3 separate regions of the Mus musculus genome follow, and regions 1 and 3 are each linked to region 2. The links are chromatin contacts, called in public ChIA-PET and Micro-C maps. All regions are on one chromosome and are shown on one strand. The core of a region is the stretch at or near the end of the contact, and the rest is flanking DNA. Distances in the headings are between cores, read along the strand shown. Region 1 overlaps Reps1 (RalBP1 associated Eps domain containing protein). Region 2 holds the start of Heca (hdc homolog, cell cycle regulator). Region 3 overlaps Ect2l (epithelial cell transforming sequence 2 oncogene-like).

Evidence for each region. Hi-C and Micro-C count contacts between places; a contact is called where the count stands out from the background. ChIA-PET counts read pairs in DNA pulled down with a chosen protein or histone mark.
Region 1: a contact with region 2 is called in a Micro-C map of embryonic stem cells, with 2.8 times the contacts expected there. The contact joins the enhancer-like site here to the promoter of Heca in region 2. A contact is called at or near these places in 3 of 39 promoter capture datasets (the 3T3-L1 cell line, 3T3-L1-derived adipocytes and hippocampal neurons), 1 of 484 Hi-C or Micro-C datasets (embryonic stem cells) and 3 of 9 other capture datasets (adipose tissue, liver and pancreatic islet).
Region 3: a contact with region 2 is called in an RNA polymerase II ChIA-PET map of memory CD8 T cells, with 132 read pairs. The contact joins the enhancer-like site here to the promoter of Heca in region 2. A contact is called at or near these places in 9 of 39 promoter capture datasets (the 3T3-L1 cell line, 3T3-L1-derived adipocytes, the C10 cell line and 5 more), 16 of 484 Hi-C or Micro-C datasets (CD4 T cells, CD8 T cells, CD8 central memory T cells and 8 more), 6 of 115 datasets of contacts at active chromatin or transcription factors (bone marrow-derived macrophages, effector CD8 T cells, embryonic forebrain and 3 more) and 3 of 9 other capture datasets (adipose tissue, embryonic stem cells and liver).

What each region holds. Positions count from the first base shown.
Region 1 is chr10:18,089,115-18,092,853 of GRCm38.p6, forward strand. Reps1 (RalBP1 associated Eps domain containing protein) reads left to right here. Exons shown (of 20, transcript NM_009048.2): 2 at 334-457; 3 at 3,731-3,739. Among named protein-coding and RNA genes, the nearest start is that of Reps1, 35 kb to the left of the region's middle. Within about 2 kb of position 1,712, at least 12 of the 459 cell types and tissues checked have an H3K27ac peak or open chromatin away from gene starts, as enhancers often do. A contact at or near this core is called in embryonic stem cells, where this site is marked.
Region 2 is chr10:17,946,498-17,950,134 of GRCm38.p6, forward strand. Heca (hdc homolog, cell cycle regulator) reads right to left here and starts at 1,570. Exons shown (of 4, transcript NM_001033432.3): 1 at 1,012-1,570. The coding sequence starts at 1,285.
Region 3 is chr10:18,191,862-18,195,574 of GRCm38.p6, forward strand. All of the region lies in intron 3 of Ect2l (epithelial cell transforming sequence 2 oncogene-like), which reads right to left. Among named protein-coding and RNA genes, the nearest start is that of Ect2l, 17 kb to the right of the region's middle. Within about 2 kb of position 1,545, at least 44 of the 459 cell types and tissues checked have an H3K27ac peak or open chromatin away from gene starts, as enhancers often do. A contact at or near this core is called in CD8 T cells, CD8 central memory T cells, effector CD8 T cells and 3 more, where this site is marked.

The DNA.
Region 1 (3,739 bases), core at 462-2,961, 140 kb after region 2:
ATGTGGATCCTTGAGCACTTCCATGTTTTAAGGAAAAGTAGTTTGATGTTAATATTGACTTTCTTGCCTTGCCTTCCAGGTGCTGGGATTAGAGGTTTGTACCACCTACACCCAGCTCTGGAAAAACTATCATTGTAATAAAATTATGTACATCTTTTGACTTCATTGTTGTAAGATTGGTGCTTATTGTTTTTAAATATGAACATGAAACTTGAGGGAATTGGTTATTACTTGAGATAGTAGAGAAATATAGAAACAAATAGGATAGTTACTTACTGTTGGACAAAGAATTTTTGCCATAAGTCTTAATGTAAATGCTGTATTCTTTTGTAGATCATGGAGCTTTGTGGTGCAACAAGACTTGGTTATTTTGGAAGAAGTCAGTTCTACATTGCTTTGAAGCTTGTAGCTGTTGCCCAGTCTGGTTTTCCATTAAGAGTGGAAAGTATAAACACTGGTAAATATGTAATACATAACTAACTAAAATGATAATATTTTTCTAATTACAGATGAAGCCAAATTCATGGTGCTTATTAGTTTTTCTGATATTATAGTGGCCTTTGTGACTTTGAAGTGTCATGACATTATTAATATGTGAAAATATTAGAAAAACATATCTATATATCTGTTATGCTGAAGAATATGCTTAACCTACCAATGTATGTCATGCTTTTTAAATTTTAGTTTTAGTTTTATGTATTTTATTGTATGAATGTTTGGACTCCATGTATGTCCATGCACTATGACTGTGCCTGGTGCCTATGGCAATCTGAAGAGGGCATTGGAGCTTCTGGAACTAGAGTCAAGGTCAATTGTGAGCCACCATGTAGGTGCTGTGAATCAATCTAGGGTCCTCTGAAAAAGCAGCAAGTGTCCAAACTGTATTCCAGCCTCTTCCATTTTCTAGCCTCCTCAGTGATCCGTATTTGATGGCAGTAGTAAAACAACTGTTCACTAAATAATATCCTCCATATATAGCTTCTTTATTATTTTATACTTTGTGTGTGTGTGTGAATATAGGGCCTTACCCATGCAAGTCAAGTGTTTTCTGTAACCCCACTCTTCGTTTGTTTTGAGACAGTGTCTCACCAAGTTGCCCAGGCTGACCTTGAACTCATTCTGTAGCCTAGGCTGGCCTTTAGTTTGCTGCTCTTCTGTCTCAGCATCCCAAGCGGGTGGCATTATAGGACTGAGCCACGCAGCCTCTTTTCTTATTTTATATCTGCTGTTTAAGAAATATAAATGTTTTGTTTAAGAAAACTCCACTTTAATTCAGAAAACATTAACAAAACTCTGGTTAGAGAGTTGGCAAGAAGGCTTATTAGCCAGTAAAAGTGTTGATAACTGGTAGTAGAAATATTTAAAACCTAGGTTGGGGTTTCTAGCCCACCTTTTGTTATTGAGTTCCCAGATGAAAGACACACAGCCTTTGTATTTACAGTAAGTCCTAAACAGCACAATAGCTGGGCAGCTGCCTGCTGTCCTCCATGCTGTTAGAATCTTTCCTTGTTACTATTCACTGTTTTGTATCGGGGCTGCTCTTAATTCCAATTGGGCAGCCCTCAGGACCTCACTCTCTTGACCCTTAACCCATGGCAGCTTCTTCCTCCTCTACTGCACCTTCTTCCTCATGATCCTCCTCTCTCCCCAAACCCATGAAACCTAAACCTCTCCTTTGATCCTTCTGCCCAGCTATTGGCTGTTAGCATCTTTATTCACCAATCAGAATTAACTTGGGGGCAGGGTCATAGGGGCTATGTGCAGACTCCTGGTCTTGGGGGCCTGCACTTAGCATTACAATAGAGAGTAAAAGACAAAACCTCCACAACCTGTTTGAAACCCTTGGACCTATGTGGTAGAAGGAAGGAACAGACTCCTGAAGTGCCCTTTGACCTTTCCATGTGCACTGTTGTGTTCAAGTATGTGTAGACACACATGGGTGGGGGAGAGAATAAGTGTGTATGTCTATGTGTAAGTGTGTATGTATAGACACAAATGGTAGGGGCCGGGAGAATGAATATGTGAGTGTCTTAAAAACAGAACAAAACCAGTCAGTTTCTGATTAAGAGAGATATTAATGCAGTATTAGCAGACTAAAACTTCATTGCCCACCTTACAATGTTTGCCTTAAATAATTCACCTTTTTCTGTTATTAGAGACTTGCTGATGTCAAGGAAAACAAACATTGTAAAAAGAGAGATGCCTAAGTGTAGTTTTATACTTTCCATGGAGAAGGGGAAAAGAGAAAGTATGACTATTCAGATACTTTAGTCAGTCTTGCTGTGTAGGGTAGGCTGGCCTCAAACTCGGGCCCTGGAACTCCTGTATGCTGATGTTAAAGGTGTTTACTAACAGGCCTGACAAATGGATATAGTTTAAAATATTAGCTTAGCTTCCTGTCACCTGGAAGTTTTCACCATGGTCCTCAGGCTTATTCTGCTATGTTCTTGTATTGAAAGCATAAATTCTTTTCAGAGAACTTTGGGTTCTTCACATACACACTAGTTATGCTTAACAGTCCTAGTCCTTCCGATGAGACTGTAGAGAAGCAGAGAGCCATGCCTGAGAAACGGATGTCTTTACTCCTAACATGCAGGCGGAGGCAGACAGAGTTCTGTGAGTTTAAGACAAGCCTGGTCTGGCAAGTTCCAGGCTAGCCAAGACTACTTAGTGAACTGAAATGAAAGTGAAATGAAACGAGCTGGGGTGAAGGTAATTATGTTGGCCAAAAGTATACTTTGCTCTGAAAATGATTCTGTAGTTGTATTGTTCTAGAGGAGTATGGTTAGCCTTTAGACACAGCATCGGTTTTTTATCCTTTATTCAAAATTTATTGGCAGCAAGAGAGTGATGAGCCAGACTGAAATGGGTAGTAGAATGCTGTGTGCTCAGCTGGGCATGGTGGTGGGCACCCAAGGAATTTTAATCTGCATTATGCTAGTCTCAAAGTTAGGAGCCTCAGCTATCCTTCAGTCAGGTCTATGAATCTTACTAAAAACACCTAGTACAAGCAGCCTGCGTTCAGACTCTTCTGCTCTAGCCATCTCCAACTCTAGGTTCTTTGTAAGTAGGAACTTAGCAGGACTTGATGCCGTTCTCCACTCGTGCACACGCTGCTCACACAGAGACATTGTACATAGCTCCCGTGTGCCACCCCTCAAAAAACAGCCTTGTTTTATCATGTCTTCAAGGTAAGCTGCTTTCCACAATGTTCCAAAAAATAAAATGATCTAAATTTAGTAGTGATAGGCATTTCTAATATCTAATTCACCTCTTATTTCACCTTTTCATATGGGCGCCTTTTCAATTTTAAATTAATACAGATTAAAAATTCAAATATCTTTTTTGTTTGTTAGTTATTGGAGACAGGTTTTCTCTGTGTAGCCCTGGCTGTCCTGGAACTCACTCTGTAGACCAGGCTAGCCTGGAACTCAGAAATCCGCCTGCCTCTGCCTCCCGAGTGCTGGGATTAAAGGCGTGCGCCCCCGCTGCCCATTGGAAAATTCAAATATCTTGAGTTCCAGCATTATGTTCAAAAGGTTTAGATCTTCTCAGATTTGTTTTTTTTTTTTTTTTGTTCTTTGTTATTGTTGTTTTATTAGGGATGTCAGCTTGTAAAGTCCATACCAATATTCCAGATTTTTTATAAACTCTGAAGTTTGAAACAATTTTGTGTCCAACTATTTCAGGTAAGAAATACTGACCATATAACTATTTTTGTGGTTAACAGTAAAGGATC
Region 2 (3,637 bases), core at 320-2,819:
GCAAATATAACGATTCTAACGATTCTCATCTACTTACATTAAAATGTACATTTTTTTCCCCTGAAAAACTACCTGAGAAGAAAAAAGTTTAAAAGCTGCCCAAATAAATGTCAGGCATCCTGTGGTAAGAAGGGAAAATCCTGTCACACCTTAGCTATTACCTGCATTCCTCCCTTCTAAAGGATCATTCAAGCGCTCATGAAATTATCAGGGCTTCTTCAGAAAAACAAATGTGAAACAATTATACAAGGGACAGGAAAAGAAAGAAAGAAAGAAAGAAAGAAAGAAAGAAAGAAAGAAAGAAAGAAAGAAAGAAAGAAAGAAAGAGAAAAGAAGGAAAGGAAGAAAAGGAAGAAAAGAGAGAAAGAAAGAGAGAGAAAAAAAAGAAAAAGACACCCAAACACTTCAGGTTGGGAACGGAAGTCAAGTTCAGATTCTCTTCCTTCCTCGAGCAAGACAAGAGAATTAAATGAACACCACACACACACACACACACACACACACACACACACACACACACTCTCTCTCTCTCTCTCTCTCTCTCTCTCTCTCTCTCTCTCTCTCTCTCTCTCTCTCTCTCTCTCCACCTGTGGCAATCAGGCAACAGGCCTACATCTGCTGGGAATTGCAGCTTTTCTTCTTTGGGGGCAATGGTGGGTGGGTGGGTCGCGGTGAGCAGGGAAGTTTCCAATCGGATCATTCTAACTTGGGCTCCTTTTCCTGCTTGCCCGCTGCCTCGCTCCCACCAACCCGGGACATTTCAGACTCAGCCCGCGCGGGCACCACGGGGAGCAGGCACCAACCGGAGCGCCGCCGCGGGGCCCGCAGCCCCGGTCCACGCCGCTCCGCGTGGGGACCACGAAAGGAAAGGCAGCGCGGGGCGGTGGGGCGGGGCGAGCACTTCCTGACTCGCATTGTCCACGCGCCGCCCGCGCCACCCAGGGCCCCGCCACCGCGCCCGCCCGCCCGTCGGTGAGGAAGTTGGCGCTCGCCCCGCCGCTGTCGTCTTACCATTCTTAGCGTCTCCCGCGGCTGCAGCCCCCGCAGCGACGGTGGCGTTGGCGGCGCCCGTGCCCGCACCTCCCGGGCCCGCCGCGCCGCCGGTGCCCACCGCGCCGGGCGACGCCGCCCCGCAGCCCGCCGCCGCCGCCGCCAGGGCCCCTCCGGCCGCCGCGCCTGTCGCACCCGCCGCCGCCAAGGCCCCGGCTCCATTTTCCTGCTCGTCCCCGCTGCTGTTGGCGCGCTTGTTTTTGCGGCCGCCTTTGCTGTTCTTGGGGTTGGGCATCTCCCCGGCCCGCTCGCGGGTGTCCCGGTCCCCGGCGCCCACGAAGGCGGCTCCCCCGCCGCACCGGGGCGGCCACGGAGAGCGCGGGCCGGCCGCTCTTCCTCAGGCGCCCGCCCCGCCGCGCGGCCCTCGCCGCGACATTCCGGCCGCCGCGCCCTCCGCGGCAGAAGCCGGCGCGGCCACGCGCGGCCACCCGAGGCTCGCAGCCGCGCGGGCGCAACGGGCCCCCGAGCAGAGCGAGACGCGGAGGAGCCCGAGGGAAAAGGCGGGTCTCGGGCTTGTTTTGATTCGGCTGCGCTGACACGCTCCAGGCCCGCCCCCGCCCGTGACGACACTGGGGCTTGAGCCCGGCCCCGCCCACCCAGTGACCTCACGGCAACTCGCTCCGCCCCCGTGACGTCACGCTCGGCGCTCAGCCCTCGGCTCTGGGTGACGTCATCCAGGCGCCTTCTTGGGAGAGGGAGGCTGGCGGGCTTCCCGCGTGTGCTGACAGCCACGACTGGGAGCCAGGCAGTGTTCGTGAAGTTGTTAACTGGCCTTCTGACCTTACTGGAGCTAAACCTGACAACGTGGTCTGGAAAAACAAACAGGTGACTAGAACAGGAGAGCAAAACAAAGGGTTTCGGATTAATAATTCGCTCAATGGCTCTGCGGCTCAACAATGGTAAGATAGGAGTTTCTGGAGAGTGCAGTTGAGCTCCTGTATGGGAATTCTTCAGTCTCGTGGTGGAAAGCTTATTTAGCCCAGACCTACCAACCAGAGACCCAAGGGTTCTGTCGGTTCTGTCAGAAGCAGAGCCAGCCAGGAGGAGCCAGGCTGCACAAAGAAGACTGAGTTGTCTGGAGAGAACGGCCGGGTTGTGAGGAGGACATCAGAGGTGAAGAAGTGAGGGCACAGCCATGCTCAGCAGTAGATGGCCAACACAAAAGAGACTCAGTTGAATCTTAAGAGGTTCTTTGTCTCAGAATGTTTTGTCAGGGATATATATATATATATGTGTAATCTTTTTAGGTCTTTTGTATAGACATATGGCTTCCAGTTTTCTGTTTTTTGTGGAATTCCTCACTGAACGAATACATCTATATGACTTTCTCATGCTTTTTCATTTGTTTGTTTTGTCCTATATTGTGTGTTTGTTTTCATCTTATCTATTTTATTATTATTTAGATGCATATTTGTTTTCTAAGAAGAGGCAGGAAAGCTGTGGATTCGGCTGGGAAGGGAGGTGGAGAGGATCTTGGCAGAGCTGGAGAAGGGGAAAGAAGAGCAGAATATAGTGTATTAAAAATCTATTATTAAAGAAGAAAAACGGAAAGAAAGAAAAAGAGATGAGAGCACAGGGTTCCTGGGAAGAGTTTGATGTAATCTCCTTTTCTGCACTCTCTTCTGCCCCTTTCAAAGACCCGCTCCTTTCCACCCTTCTGATCTCAGCTCATTTCTTCAGAATGATCCCATACCTTACCAGAAGAGCTGTCCCGAGTATCACAGTTTATTTCTCCTGTCTACCTCTGATTACGTTGGCAATGTATATGCTTAAATAATTTTCCTCTGTTCCCTCGCATGAAACAGCCATATTTTTATCTTGGGTGCCGTAAGAAACAACTGAACTGATCTTGGTGAATGTATAAATGACATTCTTGATCCATGACTACAGAAAAACACTGAACTCGTTTACAGTGTCTTCTTCCTATGGCGTGATCTTTAATCGACTGGACTGTTGAGGCAAGGCACTGTGGCTAGGTTGAAGGGTCTAGAAAGATGGCCAAGGAATTGCTCAGAGAAGAGCCATCCACATGACTTCCTAGCCAGGATTCTGATGGGCAGAGCCTGGAGCAACACTGTATTCTTGAGAGCAATTGCTAGTTGGACGCAGTACACTATATGTTAAAGGAAAGTAATTCTTTAGAAGGCCCAAATGATAGCTAAGATAGATAGGGAAGGAAGGAGGGAGAGGTGGAAGAGAGATGTGTGTGCTGGAGATTAGTATCAGGTGTCTTCCTTTATTCCTCTCCACCTTATTTTTTGGAGGCAGGGTCTCTTATGGACCTGGAGCTCACGGACATATTAGATGACCAGCTGGTGAGTTCCAGGGATCCACTTTTCTCTGCCTCCCAGCTCTGGGACTATAGATATGTGTGTCTGTGCACAGTTTTTACATGGGTCACATAAAGTTCTTAAGTTGGTACAAAGAGCACTTTACCAATTTAAGTATCTCCCCAGCTAGAGAATAGCTATTTTGTGCTTATGATGTGTTTATGTCTTATATTCACACATTGTGCGCACATACACACACCCTGTATCAGTAGAACAGGGCAGGTTGTGTTTCTAACTCTGCAGTCTAATATAAAGCC
Region 3 (3,713 bases), core at 295-2,794, 250 kb after region 2:
CGCAGAGCCTTCTACTGTGTGTTGTCCTTGGCTGTGCACCAGATCACCTGGGGAACTTGGTGACAACCGTTTCCTCAACGCTATTCCAGGCTGCTTGAGCCAAAGTGGCTATCAAGGCTCACGATCTGTGCTTTACAAACTTCAGTCTGATGGGACACACTTGTTCAGTGTTTGCGGACCTGACTCCCATGGACGAAGCAGCAGCCATTAGGGCAGATTCTGCTGCTGCTGCTGTCAAGTTAGAAGCACAGAATAAGCACGTGGTCGTTTTAGGAAAGCTCGTAGCTCTGATGAACTCCTTGGACAACGTGTGTGGGTCTGATGGGCTCTTTCACATCTGTGTGACTGCTAAATGCTTTTTGCCTCATTCTGGAGAGCTCAGATGACCCAAGACAACTTAGACTCCCTAATCAGGGCAGCTTCAAAACTTAGGACTCGATGATGTCATCACGGGGCCAGGATTCCTACATTTCAACTTTGTCATCCTCAACCTGTGCTCCTCCGTCTTGTCCCCTGAAATGTTTTCCCCAAGGACTAATTTGAGCAATAAATCTTCACACAACAGAGACCATGGGGTGGGAGAGGGCCCATGCACATCCTTACGCTCCTGCTAAAGTATAAGATGGGGGGGGGGAAGCACCCCGAGAAACTCTGCAGACATTGCTAACATCTCTTGGGCAGAATTACTGTCAAAAGGGCCTCTCTTCCACCAAACACTCTCAGGAATGAATTCAATCCAATCCTGAGATGCCTTCAACCTTCAGGCCCCTGGGTGTGCAGTAATCAGCAATACTCGGGCATTTAATACCAGAGTGGGATTGTGGGCAGAGAAAAGAGAAACAACAGAATGGCTCTGGTGGGAAGGTAATGAAGTATGTAAAGCCTCGGTGGAAATGGAGAAGAGACAAGGGACGATTTCCGTAGCAGAATTTTCCCTGTCCTATCACTGTATATATTAGTACAACAAGAAGCCTGTGATTGGACATGGAAAAGAGACATAAGAGTTGCAGAGACAGAGAAGGAGGAGACAGGTAGAGGAAGGAAGGAAGATGGAGCAGGAGGAAGACGATCCAGATTCTGTGTGGCTTTAAGTAGCCACAGGTAGCTGTGACTATAAGAGGAGGATAGAATAACTGGGGTAATTTGTCTAATCTAGGTGGACCGCTTGTATCATTAATTGTCTCTGAAATTACTGTGTGGGCATCTTGTGAATTGAGAATGTATTGATATATAAATCTGACTGATTCATTATAAGATTCTAGAGTTTTGATTTACTGGGTTACTGGAATTTGGGACCATCAGCCACAGGGGTTTATGGCTGAGAAGGTACAGGAGGCTAGGAGGCTGGCAAACTGAAGAAGGGAAGACTGCCTAGCTAGAGGCGGCTCGAGACCACAGGGCGGAGAGTAGCTGGGTGTAGCTCGGGAACTTGCCATTCTTTTAAATATTTCCCACAACAGTTTCCTGCCTTCCACATCAATCACACTCTCCTGTACACTGGAGATGTACTGCGGCTAGCTCTCGACATAAGAGCAGTTTAGACAAACAAGGTACCGTAGGTGATAACATCACGTGTGTGGTGGTTCTACGTGATTCAGGGAGACTTTAAACACAATAGAACTGAGCCACTGAGAATGTAGGGACTGAGAACTTCCATGCAAGACTTGCTTAACACGTCCACTGGTCTCCACCTCTCCCCCTACACGACAGCTTCAGGAGTCTGGTTTCCCCTTTGCTTTTAAACTTAACCATTTCTTGTTTGGGAGGAGCCTAGAGAGATGGCTCAGTGGTTAAGGGCTCTGAGTGCTTTTACAAAGGGACAGGCTCTGTTCCCAGCACCTACGTGGTGACTCACAAATGCCTGTAACTCCAGTCCCAGAAGATTCAATACCCTCTTGGGACCTCTGAAGGCAATACACATTTGTAGTACACAAACATATATGCAGGTAAACATACCCATATATATATAAAATAAATATAGATAAATAAACTTGCAGGTTTTTTAATAGCTTCATCAATCCCTACAAAACGTCTCAGCCGTGAATGAGGATATTTTATGATTGCTCTAATGGTGTAGAGCGTTGGCGGATGCTCAGAACATGGTCCTTAGTGGGAAGGAAGAGACAAAATGACCCAAACTTCCAGACTCTCTGCCTGTCCAGATACAATAGTTGGCAGTACAGAGGTACGCCTTGTCTCTGAACACTGCCTGCTCCTTTTCTGACAAAGTTCTACCTTCTCAGCTCCCGAGCCTTCTCCTTTGTCCATCTGGGTGGGCTCCTTGGTAGAATCTAGTCTTAGCAAAGAACATTGCTAAGTCATTTCAGAACAAATCCCAACGCTTGATACTTGATCACCCTGGAAATCTGATCGGGTTCCTGATCCTTCGGTGTTTGGAGGAAGAGGGGAGGGAAGGTGTCTGATCTTCTGCCTGTCTCCAGCAGGAGCCTGCTAGCTTCGTTTAGACAGAATCCCCTCGCCTCATGGTGATTTCCAGCCACTCTGCTCTGTCCTTGGCTAGAATTTTTACCTTGCCCATGTCTTCAGTTCAAGTCGCATCCTTCCCTGGTGACAAAGCCCACAGCAGTGATGGCGCTAGCAAGGTCCTGAAGAGTCTGTTCTCGTTCTGCTTTGGTGTTATACCATCCCTGGGCGATGCTTGTTCTTAAAACAACGTCCCATTGCCACGTGCAAATGCTCTCCTTTAAAATGAGTTTCCAAACTCAAGGAGATGCTGCTGCGCTGGGCTCTAATTGAAGCTGGAAGTATGTTGTCTCTGAAAAACTTCACAGCCAGGTTTCTTGACAGACTACACCAAGTGAGATTTCCTCACCCAACGGCTTGCAGGGGCCACACGGAAAGAGTAAGTGAGTGGATTAGAGAGGACATGGGTGTTCTTAGTATACAGGGATGCGTGCGTTGTCCTGCCCCTGCCCACCCCCACGTCCATTCTGCTCTGGTGAAGACGGGTGACCAGACGTAAGATCTCTTGGGTTACTCGTGACCTTCCTTCTTTCTTCTGTCCCTCCCCTCCCCCACCGCCCGAAAACGCAGTTGCATGAATGTTGCCACACCCACCCAAGAAGGCTACAAGTTTAAACTTCTCCAATTCTGGAATGAAAGGCCTTTGTAAGAAGGCAACGCAGCAGCAGACGCAGCTGTGCAGAAGCAATTTAAAACCGGTCTCACCAGTGCAGCAAGGAGAGCAATTCACAGCCCTCGAAGGTGTCTCCAAGTGTGACAGAGACAAACAGCCCAGCGGCCTTCAAAGGTCAATTTAGTCAAGCAGGTGGGGGGGGGGGGGGAGGAGGGGGCGGGGCAGAAAAGTAGACACCAGCAGGAACCTTGAGGCCTGCTGAAACATGAGTGTCATGTCCTGGAGAAACTTCATAAGGGAGGGATAAAGACACTTCCTGTTAAAAGGAGGAAGACTGGCCAGAGGGATGGTTTAAGAAGCTAAATAAATAAATAAAATCTTAGTGATTATAAAATTCCTTTAAAAATCATTCTAGGAGCCGGGCATGGTGGCGCACACCTTTTATCCCAGCACTCAGGAGGCAGAGGCAGGCAGATTTCTGAATTCGAGGCCAGCCTGGTCTACAAAGTGAGTTCCAGGACAGCCAGGGCTAGACAGAGAAACCCTGTCTCGAAAAACAATAAATAAATAAATAAATAAATAAATAATCACTCTAGGGCTGGAGAGATGGCTCAGC